Regions from separate parts of the Sus scrofa genome. Here regions 2 and 3 are each linked to region 1. The links are chromatin contacts, called in public Hi-C and HiChIP or PLAC-seq maps. All regions are on one chromosome and are shown on one strand. Each heading gives the region's core, a stretch centred on a gene start, on an enhancer-like site or on the middle of the called end of the contact. The rest is flanking DNA. Distances are from core to core; before and after follow the strand shown. Region 1 holds the start of SNX6 (sorting nexin 6). Region 2 holds the start of PPP2R3C (serine/threonine-protein phosphatase 2A regulatory subunit B'' subunit gamma). Region 3 holds the start of SRP54 (signal recognition particle 54 kDa protein).

Region 1 (2,993 bases), core at 244-2,743:
CAGTGGTTAGGGAACCCAACTAGCATCCATGAGGACATAGGTTCAATCCCTGGCATCATTCAGTGGGTTAAGGATCCAGTGTTGCCAGTTGCCATGAGCTGTGGTATAGGTTGCAGACGCGGCTCGGATCCCGAGTTACTATGGCTGTGGTGTAGGTTGGTGGCTGTGGCTTGTATCTGACTCCTAGCCTGGGAACCTCCATATACTGCAGCTGCGGCCCTAAAAGACAAAAAGATAAAAAATTAAAAATAAATAAAATTAATTACAACCTAAAATTTTTAGAAGTAATCAGAAATCCTATGCGATGCTTTCATACCAACAAGAAATAGTAACATTCTATAAGAGTATTTTCTCACCTGCCAAAAATCAACTAATGGAAGTGTCTGAAACATTAAGATCAACAAGCAAAAGGCAAAACAGAAAACTAAAGTGCAGGCTGTTTAAATGTGACGGAACCACGGAACCCTGCTGAGCGGCAATCATCATATATCAGTATTTTTCAAGTGCTCACTTGTGCAAGGCACTATACAGATTACCACCCTTCGGTCAAGATAAATTGGGGGAAGAGAGTGGGGGAGGAGGAATCAGAGCCCAGAAAGTCCTTTCTGAAGTGAAATGCAATTTGCCTCAAACCACCACTAAGGGAGCTCTGCAAAAGATGTATTTTTTGACCATTAAGAAAAGTAAAGGTACTGTGGGCTACCAGCACTTTGCAAAATCTAGTAGCATACTGGAGAAAAGTTAAGATTCAGCGACTGTAAAATCCCTTGCACAAGGGAACGAGCCTATACTACAACGTTTTAGAGAGAGAGAGAGAGAGAGAGAGAAGGGTGGGCGGGGGCGAGTTCGAGAGGTCTACGAGGGGAAATGAAGGGGTACCGGCAGGAAGGTCTGACAATGGGTTCTTATAGCCCCCAACCTGGCAGGAGAGGTGGAAGGGTGCAGCTCCAGCTTCTGTCTCCACTTCCCCACCTGCACACCGACCGCGGCGGGGGAGGAGGTCCACCCGCAGGTCCAAGCCGAAGCTGGGCACTAGACAGGCCGCGGGTCCCGGGGAAATCAGAACCGAACTGCCCAGAGGGAGGAAAGGCTGCAGGAGGGCGGGGCGCGGGAAGGCAAGGAAACCGAAAGGAGCCCAGCGGGGAGGGGGTGCCTAGCGGCCTGGCCCCCTACCCTCCGCAGTACCACACCCCAGAGCCAAGGCGCGGGAGGGAGGTTCCCGCGAGCGAGGAGGCAGAACTTACTCCGCGGTCCTCGTCGGAGAGGAAGTCGGGGCCGTCGTCCAGGCCTTCCTGCGGGGGCAGCAGGGCCCGGCGTGCCAGGGAAGAGTATGGAGTAGGGGAGATACAAAGGGAGACATTAGTGCCAGGCCAGCGCGGCCCCCGAGCCCTCCCCGAGCCCGCCACCCCCACCGCGCGCCCGGAGCTCGGCGCCGCCGAACACCCACCATCATGGCTGCTCCGAAGCGACAGCCAGCGCAGGCGCGCACGGCACCGCGGGCCGGAGGGAGCCGGCGGCAGCGAGTGGGGGGAGGGGCGGGGCCTCGGATCAGCCCCGCCCCGCCCCGCCCGCCCCGACCCAGAGATGCCAGGGTCCGAGAGTGCGGAAGAAGGAAGACCCCGCCCTCCGCCCAAGGTCCGAGCCCCTAAGATGGAGAGGGCCCGAAGACCCAGACTCTCGTGGGTGAGGACAGCCCATCGCGGCGGCTATGACCCTGGAAGGGCCAAAGGCCACCCAGGGAGCTGTCCAGTTCCCTTTCCCTGAGGGCTGCAGCAAGAAAGCCAACAAGCGCCTTCTGGAAGCCACAATACATCATCTAGTCTTTGTATGGTGCCACAGGATAATTAATCACAATTAATATTTTGCCTGTAGAAGTTGTGGGAACCAAGGCCCTTCACACAGTCATCAGTTAGGGGTTGTATTCAAGCTTTTACTGTTGGCGTGGTAATAACTATCTCAGGGTTTGGGGCGCTAATGGCTGAGCACTATAAAAATGAGCCGTTCTCATTACAAGAGTATGCTTTCCTTTATGCCAAGAAATGTGCCCAGACTCCTCTTACTGTCGTGCTTTACAGCACCACACAGGTGTCCACAGCCCTTAAGACAAGACAAAATCAGTTCTTATCCCCTGCGTACTTCTGGTACACTTTCGAGCTTGCGCGCGTGGGCACACACACGCACACGCAAGCAATCCTGTACCTCCATTCAGTTAATGGCATTAGCATCTTCAGGCCAGAAACCTCAAAAGTCCCATTCAAGTTCTTCCTTCCTCTCCTTCACTGATCACACCATTAGTAACCAAATCCTATTATGACTATGACTGATGATCTGCTGTTATCTCTTAAATTGGTCTGTTCCTCCTCCTAATCCTTTTCCACAACAATTAACCTCAGCATCTGTCTGTCCCCGCCCCCCCCCTTTTTTTTGGTCTTTTGGCCTTTTCCAGGGCCGCTCCCAGGGCATATGGAGGTTCCCAGGCTAGGGGTCTAATCAGAGCTGTAGATGCCGCCCTACGCCAGAGCCACAGTAACGCGGGATCCTAGCTGAGTCTGCAACCTACACCACAGCTCATGGCATTTCCAGATCCTTAACCCACTGAGCAAGTGCAGGGACCGAACCCGCAACCTCATGGTTCCTAGTCGGATTCGTTAACCACTGTGCCACGACGGGAACACCGGTTTGGCCCTTTTTAAAAAAAAGTTTTTAAAAACTAAAGTATCTTTAATGTACGATATTGCATTAGTTTCAGGTGTACAGCAAAGTGATTCAGTTATGTACACACACATTCTTTTTCAGATTATTTTCCATTATAGGTTATTACAAGATATTGAGTATATTTCCCTGTGTCATACAGTAGGTCTTTGTTCTTTTATATACAGTAGTGTGTATATGTTAATCCCTAACTCCTAATTTATCTCTCTCCCCCCTTGTCTGGCCCTTTACAATACTCTTGTAATTTTATTTCCAACTCCCTCTTACCATTCTGTAAACTG
Region 2 (2,993 bases), core at 146-2,645, 390 kb after region 1:
GTCAATGAATAAAATAGAGGAACACGATCTAGTGTTGGAGCAGAGGGACTGTCTCAAATAGGAGCATGGCCAGTTTATTATCTTAAGGTCACCTATGGGGGGATGGTGACAGAAATGGTAAAATGGAAACAGGTGAATTTCTTCGATTGTTTCTACTTTCTCAAATACATATACTAGCTCATCAGCTAGAAGTAAGGAGTAAGTAGGACATACTGGAGGACTGGAGGTTGGGAGATGAGAAAGAACTGCCATAGACTGCAGGAACCTGACTTTAGGGAAACACGGAAGAAGTGTAAATGAACTTCAAAACACCTACTTTAAGTTACACGAATTAAAAGCGAGGCAGTTCACCATGGTTCCATTTTTCTCCAATCACTTTCAGCTGCCCTGGATGCAGATGTGGAATAGGAACGATGTTTAATTAGGCTGATAAGTTAGTAAGTATGAAGTAGAAGGAAAAGACAAGGAAAAGTGGATTATGAAGTCTAAAATGGATTAAGGAGAAAAATGAAAAGTGTGGCAAATAAAAATCTACAGGAGCAATGGATTATAGATCCCGGTAGGATAGAAGGGTTGTTGGCGTCGGGATTCTCAATGATCCTTCACAAGTCTAGGTCTGGACCACCCAAGTGAGTGGCTAAGGTAACTTTTTATTCCCACAAATCTTTTGCCAGGGAAATGTGGATCAAACATCTCTGGCTCCTAAACCCATTCCAGTCAGCCTCCTTTGTCAGGAGAGGCTTTACCCAAGAGGAAAGCGCGGCTCCCAGGAGCTGCCCCTGCCCATCCTCCTCCCACCTCCGGGAGTTTAGAGCCAGGCTCTTTTTGCGGGCGGCCCCTCCCAAACTCACTGTTTGGACCGGTGTTGGGCATCGCTAACCGCCGGCGCAGAATTTCTTTCCAGTCCATCGCTGACCCCGACGCTTCAGTTCCGGCATTTGCTGTTTACCAACCGCTCCACCCACGCCAGCTCTGGCGTCAACACCGCCCAGCCCCGTAAAGGTTACGAAGGCTGCTCGACCACCATCTTAGCCACGGGCGGAAGTCGGCTAATCCGGCTAAGTCGGTCACTATCGCCACTGAGGAAAATACGGCGCTCACGCAAACAGCAGGGGGAACAAACGTGAAAGAGACGGAGAATGAGCCTCTTTAAGGCAGCGTCCCAGCTTCACCAAGCCCGATTTTAAAGGTACAGGATAAGAAAGCCTGCTCTATTTCTTCATCTCGGCCCTTTGGCGCTTGTCCCCACGTGACCCAGAAGTTCCTGCGGCACTTCCGGCTAAAGGAAAGAGCTTTCTAATTTCAGTTTCTTTTCATTGGTCATTGCGGTATCTGAAGGCCCCTTGAATGCAGTAGCCGCCTTCAGCAGCCGCCTGTATCCCCCTCCCGCCACTAAAAGGCTCAGAATCCCCTTTACTCGCTTCCAGGCCGGGCAGAACGCCTGCGCTGGGTTCAGCCACGCCTCCGCAGCCCGGGCCGTCGCGGTGCATTGTGGGCGCGGTAGTTTCCGCCTCGTTTCTGGATGCATGGAGCGTGAGTGCTGTGGTGAGTTGTTGAATCAAGTGAACTCCGTTTGTGGTCCATGGGTACATTGTAGGAGCACTGCATCCTCGTGGACTTCCCTTCCTTACCTGTGTCGCTGGCTGGCTCTTTCTCTTCCCCTTCCCCAGCCCTGTTTCCTCATTTGGCGAGTTTGGCGGCCAGGGCCCCTGGACTTGGGCTTTCGCCTCTGACCTTACTGCTGGTGGGTCTGGGGTAGGGGGCTCTCGACTTTACGCCTCTTCTGCAACCCGGCTCCTCTGGGATCCTGCCCCTTTTCAAGGACGTCTATGGTCCATGTGAGTCAACTGGCTGATACTCTTTGTGCCTTTTTCTTAGGTTCCAGACTGGAATATAATAGGCACCAGAGGATTCCTCCTTTGTTCTCTCTACCTGGGACTTGTGACCGACGTTGGATGTCTTCAGATCGTTGTTTAATGGAGAGAACGGAACCAAACTTCACTGCTGTTAACTAGCCCCCAAATCAGAACCCACATTTGTCTTAGAAGCTGAAAATCATCTTTTAGAAAGTTGCCGCTTCGATTCTCCACCTTCTACCCCCAATCTCTTAATTATGCTGTAGACGTTGGGGCTTTTTGACCATATCTCTTACAATCTGGTGCTGATTTCACTGCATAATGACTTTCTATTTTACTGGTATTCGGAGCTTTCCTAAGCTTTGGAAGAGTAACCCATACCTTGGCCTAGGCCCAGGACACGCCTATCTCAGTCTCCTTCTCAAAGACTGTTATGGTATCAGGAACTATAAGTGGTTTTCTCTTAAACCAATGTCTCCACAAAATACCAAAGCCATGAATCTGCTGATTGCCAAGGCTAGATATGTCAGGAAAAGAGATGAGGGTAGTAATAAGCAAGTTTCTGCTGATTCTCCTCATCTCTTTGCAGCTGGAGCAGCTAAGAAGAGATCAGAGATGAATCCTCAGAGTAAAGATTATTTCCGGCCGCCTGTGAGGAACATTGTTCAACTCCCAACAAAACCTTTGAATTCAGAGGAGTGGAATAAACTTAAGGAAGATTTCAAAGGAAAGACTAATTTTGAGAATTGGATCCTTTCACAGATGGTTAAATATCATAGCTCTATAGATGTGGCTAAATCTGTACTGGCTTGGGTAGCTGCAAACAACAATGGTGTTATAGGCTATGATTTGCTGGTCAAGTATTTGTATCTCTGTGTTTTTCATAAGGAAACAGCAGAAATTATTGATGTCTATGAAATCATGAAAGCCAGATACAAGCGTTTAGAATCTGGAGGGTACACTCTTCTCATCCGGGGATTAATCCATACAGACAGATGGAGAGAGGCCTTGCTGCTGTTAGAGGATCTCAAAAAAGTCATAATCCCTTCAAAAATGAACTATAATGACTGTATTCAGGGAGCCCTCTTGCATCAAGATGTAAATGTAGCTTGGAAGTTACATCAGGAGTTGTTAGGT
Region 3 (2,993 bases), core at 215-2,714, 280 kb after region 1:
TATACAACCATGAAACATCACTATAATCAAGAAAGTGTACATATCCATTATCACTAAATGTCTCCTCTTGTCCTTTTGTAATCCTTCCTTCTCTCCAAACCTCCACCCACCCAGCCATCAGAGTCGTATTTTCTTTTTTTTCTTTTATGGCCACACCTGTGACACATGGATGTTCCTAGGCTAGGAGTTGAATGGGAGCTGCAGCTGAGGCCTACCGCACAGCCACAGCAACACCAGATCTGAGCTTCATCTGTGATCTACGCTGTAGCTTGTGGCAACACAAGATCCTTAACTCAGAGTGAGGTCAGGGATGACACCTGAATCTTCACCGACACTAAATTGGATTCTTAACCCAGTAAGCCACAACAGGAACTCCCAGAGATGTATTTTCTGTCTCTATAAATTAGCTTGAAATTTCCTGATTTTATATAAATCGGATCATATGGTATGCAGGTTTTTTTCAATATGGTTTATTTCGCTTAGCAAATTTATCCTTGCTGTTACACATTAAACACTTTATTCCATTTATTTGTCAATATTCCAATACAAAAATACAGCACAATTTATCCATTCATCTGTTTCAGAAGGAGATGCCTCCTTCCCACCCCTTTTCTTGCCATACTGTACTGGCTAGAAGCTCTATTACTGATGCTGGCTAGAAGTGATTAGTACAAATCCTTGTCTTATTCTACTTTTGTGTGTGGGGGGGGCACACATCTGGAAAAGGACCTTATTCAAAAATCAAGGTCCTTTCCCTTTTTCCCTTTTTCTTCTCCCTTTCCCCATCCTGGAAAAACTGCTAGTAAATTAACGGCCCATTTTACAATTGAGAAAATAAATGCACTAGCTACATGTGATTCTGTCTGCAGGGTTAAAACTTCCAGCTCTATATCCTAAAACCTCTCTTGCAAAGGGCGTTTTCAGGTAGGATCCTAATGGTTGTCCCAAATTTGTGGGAAGGCTAACCCCTCCTTTGATTTTCCCTTCATAAAAGGGGTTAGACACAAGGTGGCTCTAGCGGCTTGTCTGAAGTCTGTAGCGGAATCACAAACCCAGAGCAACGTCTTCCTGCACCCAATCCTACAATGGACTCAACCTGCCAAAGTTTGAGATGTGCCCTCGACGACCAGCCCCGTTAGCAGAGCGGAGACCAGCACAGCTACCCTATGGAAGGCTTTAGGCCTCTTCCTGAGTCCCCAAGGTCGGCGCCCACAGCATATCCTTGCCCCAACCGCCTGCCTCTGGTTCTGATCACTTACGGGTAGTTCGCATCCACTGAAGCAGCGCTGGGAGGTCCGCCGGAGCCACCGTATTAAGCAGCTGCAGTACCGCCTGCCTCGCGGAGTGGAATTCCATGTTGAAGCAGAAAACAAGAGCAGGGGGAGGTTTGCATCGCGCACGCGCAGCCAGAGGAGGATCCAGACACCCGATTTGACCCAAGGTGGAACCCGCCTCCCAGGGCTGAGAAAGTCCTAAGCGCCGCCCCCTCCGTGGAGTTCTCACGTGCTCCCGGGAATCCCTACATTCAATTGCACCCCCATCTCTCCTAATTACTCTCTTAGCTGGTGGTGCTCAGCAAGTCATTTTTTTTCTTAAGGTGGCGCCTGGAAGCCCGACTTCTTTCCTGAGATGGCATCCCTAGAGAGCCTCGTATCTTAATACTAACTTTAATGCTGTAGTTATGGAGCAATAAAAAACGACTGTCAAAAACCGGCAAAGCAAACAACTCAAAAAACCCTTTCAATAAAGCGCACCGAAGGAATGCGGCGGGTGCCCCGGAAGCGGAAGTGTATCCTGTTCTTGAAAGGCTGGACTACGCAGAGTGGTGACGTTTCCTCATTGGGCGGAAGGTTCGGTGGCAGTCGTCGGTCTTCCAGCTGGTGGGAGTTGGCGTCGCGGTGCTGGGCGCTGGGACCCTAGTTTATATAGTTTTGGAAGTCGGGCTGTGGGGTCGCCCCTGTCTTTCTGATCCTCGCTTTCCCGGGTTTACTCCCCCAGCGTGGGGCTTCGCGAAGGATTTCCCGGCCCCTTTGGGCCACGGCGGTGGCGGTGCCTTTTGCGGTAAGTGTCTGCTTTTTCCCGCCCCTGACTACCGGGTAGCAGCTAGGGGCAGCCCCGTCGCTGCTTAGGGGTCTAGACACTCCGGAGGGAATCGGCTTCCTAGGCCACCAATTGTCGTCCCCGAGACCGAGATGTTCTGGCCCATTTTCATCTCGTATCCCCCGTCAGAAGTTTTGTTGAAAGATGCGCTGTGACCCTTTTAAATTGTCTTCTGGCTTACCTGAGCCAAGTTAGACGTAAACAGTTGCAGGCCTGACTCTTGGTTTTGTTTTCCTGATCAAGAATTTAGATTCAGGCTACTTACCTGAAAATCTTGAGGCGTTCCAGATTTTATCTTTCCATGTTAACTTGTGCCTAATTAACCCAGCGTCCCACATATAGTAGACATTCAGTAAATGAGTAAGGGATATCAGTTCAGTGCCATTGATGACTTAGGATAAATTGATGGTTCTCTCTGTAGCGTTCGGCTCTAATAACCACTTCTTGAAGCTCTTTCCCCTATTGGCGTTCTTGATGCTTTGCTCACCTAGTTCTTTCATATGCTTCATTCAACAAAATATTTACTCATTCTTATCTGTAGGGTTGCTGAAATGAATGACACCAACCCTGGCATTGAGGAGATAGCGGAACAATGAGAGAGAAGCACATAAATATACATTATAGCAAGATGAGTAATAAACTCCAGTAAGGTATAAAGAGTCATGAGAGCTATGGGAACACAGAGGAGAGTGTGCTCCTTAGGAGATTTGGGAGCTTGAGCAAGTTGATATTCCAATTTAGCCTCAGTTTCCTTATCTATCTATTAGCTTAGTATGAGGATGAAAGATAAGATAACTGTTTGGTACAGTGCCTAGAATATAGCAGTGGTGGTGCCAAAGGGAGAGGAAATATTTCCATTAGGTCTCTTTCCCTTAGTTTTTTGAACTGGTCAA

The links. A called contact is a pair of places that touch in the nucleus more often than the background predicts. HiChIP or PLAC-seq counts read pairs in DNA pulled down with a chosen protein or histone mark.
Region 2: a contact with region 1 is called in an H3K27ac HiChIP or PLAC-seq map of alveolar macrophages. The contact joins the promoter of PPP2R3C here to the promoter of SNX6 in region 1. A contact is called at or near these places in 2 of 5 promoter capture datasets (fetal liver and fetal skeletal muscle) and 1 of 2 datasets of contacts at active chromatin or transcription factors (alveolar macrophages).
Region 3: a contact with region 1 is called in a Hi-C map of liver, with 2.6 times the contacts expected there. The contact joins the promoter of SRP54 here to the promoter of SNX6 in region 1. A contact is called at or near these places in 2 of 47 Hi-C or Micro-C datasets (heart right ventricle and liver).

Annotation. Positions count from the first base shown.
Region 1 is chr7:65,154,976-65,157,968 of Sscrofa11.1, reverse strand. It overlaps SNX6 (sorting nexin 6), which reads right to left and starts at 1,493. Exons shown (of 14, transcript NM_001244216.1): 1 at 1,448-1,493; 2 at 1,245-1,292. The coding sequence starts at 1,453.
Region 2 is chr7:64,761,314-64,764,306 of Sscrofa11.1, reverse strand. PPP2R3C (serine/threonine-protein phosphatase 2A regulatory subunit B'' subunit gamma) reads right to left here and starts at 1,395. Exons shown (of 13, transcript XM_021099169.1): 1 at 852-1,395. The coding sequence starts at 909. KIAA0391 (mitochondrial ribonuclease P protein 3) reads left to right here and starts at 1,035. Exons shown (of 8, transcript XM_021099168.1): 1 at 1,035-1,189; 2 at 1,879-2,993. The coding sequence starts at 2,178.
Region 3 is chr7:64,876,045-64,879,037 of Sscrofa11.1, reverse strand. It overlaps SRP54 (signal recognition particle 54 kDa protein), which reads left to right and starts at 1,464. Exons shown (of 16, transcript XM_001927799.7): 1 at 1,464-2,061. It overlaps LOC100153150, which reads right to left and starts at 1,799. Exons shown (of 8, transcript XM_021099173.1): 1 at 1,260-1,799. The coding sequence starts at 1,356.